Regions from separate parts of the Mus musculus genome. Here region 2 is linked to region 1. A link is a contact called in public targeted proximity ligation data. All regions are on one chromosome and are shown on one strand. The core of a region is the stretch at or near the end of the contact, and the rest is flanking DNA. Distances in the headings are between cores, read along the strand shown. Region 1 holds the start of Rbm4 (RNA binding motif protein 4). Region 2 holds the start of Npas4 (neuronal PAS domain protein 4).

Evidence for each region.
Region 2: a targeted proximity ligation map of stem cell-derived neural progenitor cells shows a contact between it and region 1, with 2.5 times the contacts expected there. A contact is called at or near these places in 6 of 39 promoter capture datasets (the 3T3-L1 cell line, the SN4741 cell line, embryonic stem cells and 2 more), 1 of 484 Hi-C or Micro-C datasets (nephron progenitors), 6 of 130 datasets of targeted methods (the 230-238 cell line, bone marrow-derived macrophages, embryonic limb bud and 2 more) and 1 of 9 other capture datasets (liver).

Annotation. Positions count from the first base shown.
Region 1 is chr19:4,792,500-4,795,485 of GRCm38.p6, reverse strand. It overlaps Rbm4 (RNA binding motif protein 4), which reads left to right and starts at 1,477. Exons shown (of 4, transcript NM_001290122.1): 1 at 1,477-1,670; 2 at 2,666-2,986. The coding sequence starts at 2,677. It overlaps Gm21992 (predicted gene 21992), which reads left to right. Exons shown (of 3, transcript NR_157185.1): 2 at 1,477-1,670.
Region 2 is chr19:4,988,627-4,991,477 of GRCm38.p6, reverse strand. It overlaps Npas4 (neuronal PAS domain protein 4), which reads left to right and starts at 1,507. Exons shown (of 8, transcript NM_153553.5): 1 at 1,507-1,836; 2 at 2,591-2,742. The coding sequence starts at 1,662.

The DNA.
Region 1 (2,986 bases), core at 228-2,727:
CCCTTCAGACCGGGAGCCAGTCCAGTTTAGTGGAGTGAATTGGTCTTGTTTGCTACTGTAACCCCAACCTCCAGGAATTTTGGCATAAGAAAGATGATTAAACTGAGAGAAAATGATTTCTATACCCTATGCATTTCTGGGTGCATATTGAGATGTGGCTGTGCATTTTAGATCCCCTCTGAAAGGGCCTGTGCAGGACAGCAGAACTTGTATTACAGATCTCAGGTGGCTTTTACTCAGTCTCAGGTGCTGCAGAATGAAGCCATGGCCATATTTAATGTCATATTGTTACTTTTTAAGGGGCCTATTTCCTAGCCTTAAATTATAGACTAATTTTCTGCTATAGAATCCAGTAGCTTATTTTCTGTCTCTGCCTTTTGTTTGACTTTTTCTTTCTTTTGTGGCAGTTTTGGGAGGTAGTATGCTCTATTTGTTATTTTACTCCCAATCATCCTGTTCTCATGAAGTTCCCCCTGCTTTCTGCCTGTTCACCTTTAAGTTCTCCATTCAGCACCTTTCCCGGTTATCTCCATCTTAAGAAGCTGCGTTGCAGAGGGTCATGACTAAAGTTGCTTGCTCAATGAGTATGGGATTATGTGAAGCAGCCAGTGGGTGAGAAAAATGTGATGAGGGAATTTGGACCCTGTGAAGAATGTTCGTTTGTACTTGTTTACAGCTGATTGTCACAAGCCTTTTTTCCAAGGTCAGTTTTAGGGAATTTAAACTTAGTTTTGGCTAATGGAGCCCAATAAAACCAAACAAAATCAAAAATTGCTGTTCCCGTTTTTTGTTTTGTTTTTTGTTTCTTCTCTTGGCGGGGTGAAGTTGGGGTGGGATGGGGTGTCGATTTTCAATCTCTGTTTTTCACACCTTTTGGGGAGGTGGGAGGCTGTTTCCTAAAGGGAACCTTAACCCCTGTGTCTCCTACGTCTCTGACCACCCTATTGTCTGGGCCATTGAACTGTTATCGAAGCTGGATCCACTGACTGTTTTAGAGTTTTAAAATTACATAAAGATACTTATAATTTTGGTAACTTGAGACTCAGAAGGACTACATTGGAAAGTGGGGGTTGCTTTTTAAGTAGGGGCGGGAGCTTGGCTATCGCCGGGAGGTCTGGGTAGGTTGACTGATGCAATATCCACGTTGCGGGGCGTGGTGACGCTCAGCTAGGGACCGGTGCGGAATTGTGGTGACAGAACTTGAATTTTGTCAGGATGTGCACGTGTAAGTGACAAAATGTGAAAGCTTAACAAAGTTGGGAGCCACGAAGCTACAGGTTGCCCCACTGACGCACGGCACCTTGTTCATTCTGCCTAATGGCTGGCCGCGCTTTGAAGAATTCCGCGTTTCTAGCTCCACCTTCAGATGGACCTCTTGCCCAATCAGTGGCTTCAGTTTCACTAGGCTGGGTGCTCATTGGCTTTCATATAAAAGGTCCAGGTTACTGACGTTTCCACCTCTTCCTGGCCTCTCAGGTAATTGGCGTTCCGGGTAACCAATCAGGAAGAGGATCTCCGGGAACGCCAGCCTTTTACTTTACCGAACGGCCAATCCGGTGGGTAGGTTCACCCCTCTTTCTACCCAGAGTCACTGCTGTGGCCGCCGCCATTTTAGCGTTTTGTCAGAACCGTCCGCGCTGCAAGGAGGAGGACCTGCAGGTATCCATGCGGTGAGATACTCCACGTTCTTCCACTGTGTTCTTTTCTCTGTTAAAAAAACTTACCTGACTCCGGTGGGTGTCAGGGTTGGCATAGTGGGGTTGCGGTCTGCGCACCCGTCCCTGAGAGCCGACATCGGTCCTCGACTTAGTGCGGTAAGCCTGAAACAACCTTCCTCCAAGTCCTCGTTCTCTACTCCCGGAATAGCTTTCTTTTGTCCACCTTACCCTCTGCTTTGCTCAATCTTCTTTGGGGTTTCCACCTAGATAAATCTTAGATTTAGGCTGGAGAATCTGTCATGCCCTGGGCATTGTTGGCTTCCTCACCAAACTGTAGCACCAGTCTTTGACCAGTTCTTCTGTAGGAGCCTGTAATGACATGCCCCACCCCCACCCCCACCCCAGAGGACTCCTCCTACTCGGGCATTTTCTATATTTCCCTGCTTTTTATCTGGTTGATCCCGGAACTCACTACTCCGAGTGAAATTCCCACTTTTCCGGAAATGGTTGCTAAGAGAGGAAGAGCTAATTTGAAGTAATTATAATTAGCAAGTCTAGTAGTTAGAATCTTGTTTTCAAATGTCAAAGTGAGTAGCTCTCAGTACCTGTAGCATTTTTTTTATTTATGCTGAAAACTTAGAGCGTTATTCCTTTGTCTGGGGCAGGGGAAGTGTAACTCAGTGGCGGAATACTTGCCTATAATGTACCGTGCTGTAGGTTGGAGCCACACCGCAAAATCCCCTTTGTCTACAAAAGTCTGCCTTGTTACATTTTTCCTCTTTATAGAACTTCTTGTGAGAAATAGAAGCAGGCTCTTGTTGAACTCCACATTTGTTACTGATTGGAGATGTAAGAGCATGCCTGTAGGAGAAAACTTTTGGGACTATGTGCTAAAGTGAAAGGAGATGATGGGAGCCATTTATTTATTTGATTTTTTTTTTCCCTTTTTTTAACAGTTGCTATGGACTTGAGGTCTTCTCCTAAAAATCTTGTTTCTCTACTTGCAGGCTGTGTGGAGATGGTGAAGCTGTTCATTGGAAATCTGCCCCGGGAGGCCACAGAGCAGGAGATCCGCTCACTCTTCGAGCAGTACGGGAAGGTGCTGGAATGTGACATCATTAAGAATTATGGCTTTGTGCACATAGAGGACAAGACGGCCGCTGAGGATGCCATACGCAACCTGCACCACTACAAGCTGCACGGAGTGAACATCAATGTGGAAGCCAGCAAGAATAAGAGCAAAGCTTCAACCAAGTTACACGTGGGCAACATCAGCCCCACTTGTACCAACCAAGAGCTTCGGGCCAAGTTTGAGGAGTACGGCCCAG
Region 2 (2,851 bases), core at 258-2,757, 200 kb before region 1:
CTTTGTGAAATGGTTGTGGGATAAAAAAAGGGCTCCCATACCCTGTGTAGACAGCAATCGCATGTAAGTGACTGAAGAAAGGTGTGTGTGGGGGTGTGTGTCTGGAGGGGTGGGGTGATGCAAAGGCCACACTACAAAGACAAGCCTGACATGACAGGTAGTTAAACCAAAGGTGCAAATTAGAGGGGTGGGGGTGGGGGGCGCCCACAAAGCCGAGATAGACTGTCCAACGCTCAATGAACGAAGGAAAAAAAAAAAAAGAAAGGTGTATGTTGTGCGCTCACTCAGTGACAAGTGCACAGGCAGAACGAGGAGCCCTGGAGCTAAAGATGGAGCAAGAATTGAAGGGAGATGGGGAGGGGACTCTGGCAGAATTAAAGGGTCTTGGGTAGGTGCAGCAGCCACTGAGGGCACAGCAGACCCTGGCTACTTGGCAGCCTCCCCCTCTTCCCGGCTGAAGCAGTGGGGAGAGCTTTCTAGAGCTGTGCGGAGGCCGGTAGGCCCCGCCCGCCGCTGCCGCCGCCGCAGCCGCCGGAGGATTCCTGTCCTAATATGGAGCTGGGATTCCCCCGGCCCCGCCCCCGCCCCCCAGCCCGCCGGAGAGACTGGGGCTCGCAAGAGGGCGGGGGAACAGCTCGTCTTGGGGGCTGACAAGCGGGAGGGGATCGTGGGAGAGGTTCAAACACACATCCAGATCCTCACCAGGCCCTGGGTCTTTGCCTCAGTTTCCCCGACAGGTGGCTAAGATGAACTAATAGAGGAAAAAGGAATCCCTGCAGATCACAGTGGAGATGTTTGTGTTCCTATGGTGCTAAGGAAATATGATCAAGACCGAATTCAAGTGGTCTCTTCTCCACAGGACCACCATTCCACCCTATCCTGGAGATTTAGACCCTCAGGTCAGGGCATGGAGGCGAAGAAGGAATTATTTATTTGAAACTGGCTAAGGGACTTTCAGATTGAATAGACCCCAGAAAAGACCCCCAGTTGTGACCTAGCCCCTCCCCAAAAGCCAAGGAAAGTCCCTCATGTAATTTCGACCCCTGCCTGGCAGATGGCGGCAAATTGGCAGAGGACCAAGCCCCTTCTCATCCTTTGCCTCCTTAGAAAAATCTATGTTGATAGCAGCCTCGCTTTGCCTTCTACAAACTCTCTTGTTAAGGGCTTCAGACCACCCTAATCCATGTACTGTTCCTCCTCCTAATAGAATGTAATGGAAAACCTGGGTCCCTGCACCCCATTCCTGGCTCTGCACAGCTCTTGCCAGCCGGCCCCCTCTGCACCCTCCCTTCTCCCCCTTCCCCCGCCCCCTCCCTCTCCCGTTCGACGTCACGGGATGACGTCGGAAGTCTGGGAGGGAGGAGGAGCACCCCCCCTCCCCAGCCAGTGGCTCCCTCTGCAGCTTGCTTTAGCCCAGCCTCCCGCCTCCCGCTGCCCCCCCCGTCTCTAAAAACGAGCCCCCCACGCCTGTCAGGAGCTATATAAGGCGGATCGAGGCAGGCGAGGGGGGCAGCGCTGCCGAGCGGAGCCCAGGAGTGGAGCGAGAGCGAGCAAGAGCCTGAGCGAAAAGACCGGGAAGCAAGGAAGAGGAAGCCTCCGGTGCATCGGGAAAGGATCGCAGGTGCTCGGGAGCCGGAGCTGGAGCTCCACAGCCGGCAGTCATGTACCGATCCACCAAGGGCGCCTCCAAGGCGCGCCGCGACCAGATCAACGCCGAGATTCGGAACCTCAAGGAGCTGCTGCCGTTGGCTGAAGCGGACAAGGTCCGGCTGTCCTACCTGCACATCATGAGTCTTGCCTGCATCTACACTCGCAAGGGTGTCTTCTTTGCTGGAGGTGAGCAGCTTGGGCTACCGGAGACCAGAGCTGACGGGGACCAGGGATGGAGGAGCTGAGGGAATGTGCTAAAACTGCCGCTTGTCTAGCACAGCGTGCTGGAAGCCTGTGGAGAGAAGGGACTTGAGGGGACCCTGGACTTCCTACTTTTTCTTCTGAGCTCCATCTAGACTAGCCTAAACGATAGTCCTAGCACTGGATTTGTGTGAGATAGAGCGCTAAAACAGAATGGTCCAGGCTCCCATTGCCTCAGAGGCACTCCAGGAATCCGGGGAGGGTACGGAAGGAAGCCTGGCAAGCTACAGGGAAAGCCTGCAAAGGCAAAGTATGAGGAAGAGTAGCTTGTGCTAGAAAATGCTGAGAGGGTCTTTCTATGCGCTCTGGAGCTGTTCGACGTCCTGAAGCCATCACCCTTTCTGGCGCTGCCCGCGGTGCTGAAATGGCCATAGCCCCTTTTCGCAGGAGCTGTCCGCGGTGCTGAATCCCAGTCCTTTCGGGAGAGCTCTGTCCACAGTGCTGACAGCAGAGGGCTGCTGAGGTTCCGGCCAGGCTTGGAAGTCCAGGGGCTCCCTGGCTAGATAGTTTTAGCAACAGGTCTCCTGGCCAAGATCCACAAGCATAGGGTCAACAGGTGTTGGCAGAAATAGGTCTATGGGAATTTCCTGTGTCTTCTCCAAGACTCAAAAGATGTTCTCTTTATTTCTGTGTTGTCCCTGATTCTTATCCTGACTCACCACATCTTCTCACCCTACAGGCACTCCTTTGGCTGGCCCCACCGGGCTTCTCTCTGCTCAAGAGCTTGAAGACATTGTGGCAGCACTACCTGGATTTCTCCTTGTATTCACAGCTGAGGGGAAGTTGCTATACCTGTCGGAGAGTGTGAGCGAGCATCTGGGCCACTCTATGGTGAGTACTAAAAGTCCTTGCATCTCAAGTTGGGGTATATGTGAGATAAAATGAGCCTCTCACTACTGAAAACAGAGTTATTAGAGGCGAGTGTGGGGGAGTCTTCCCT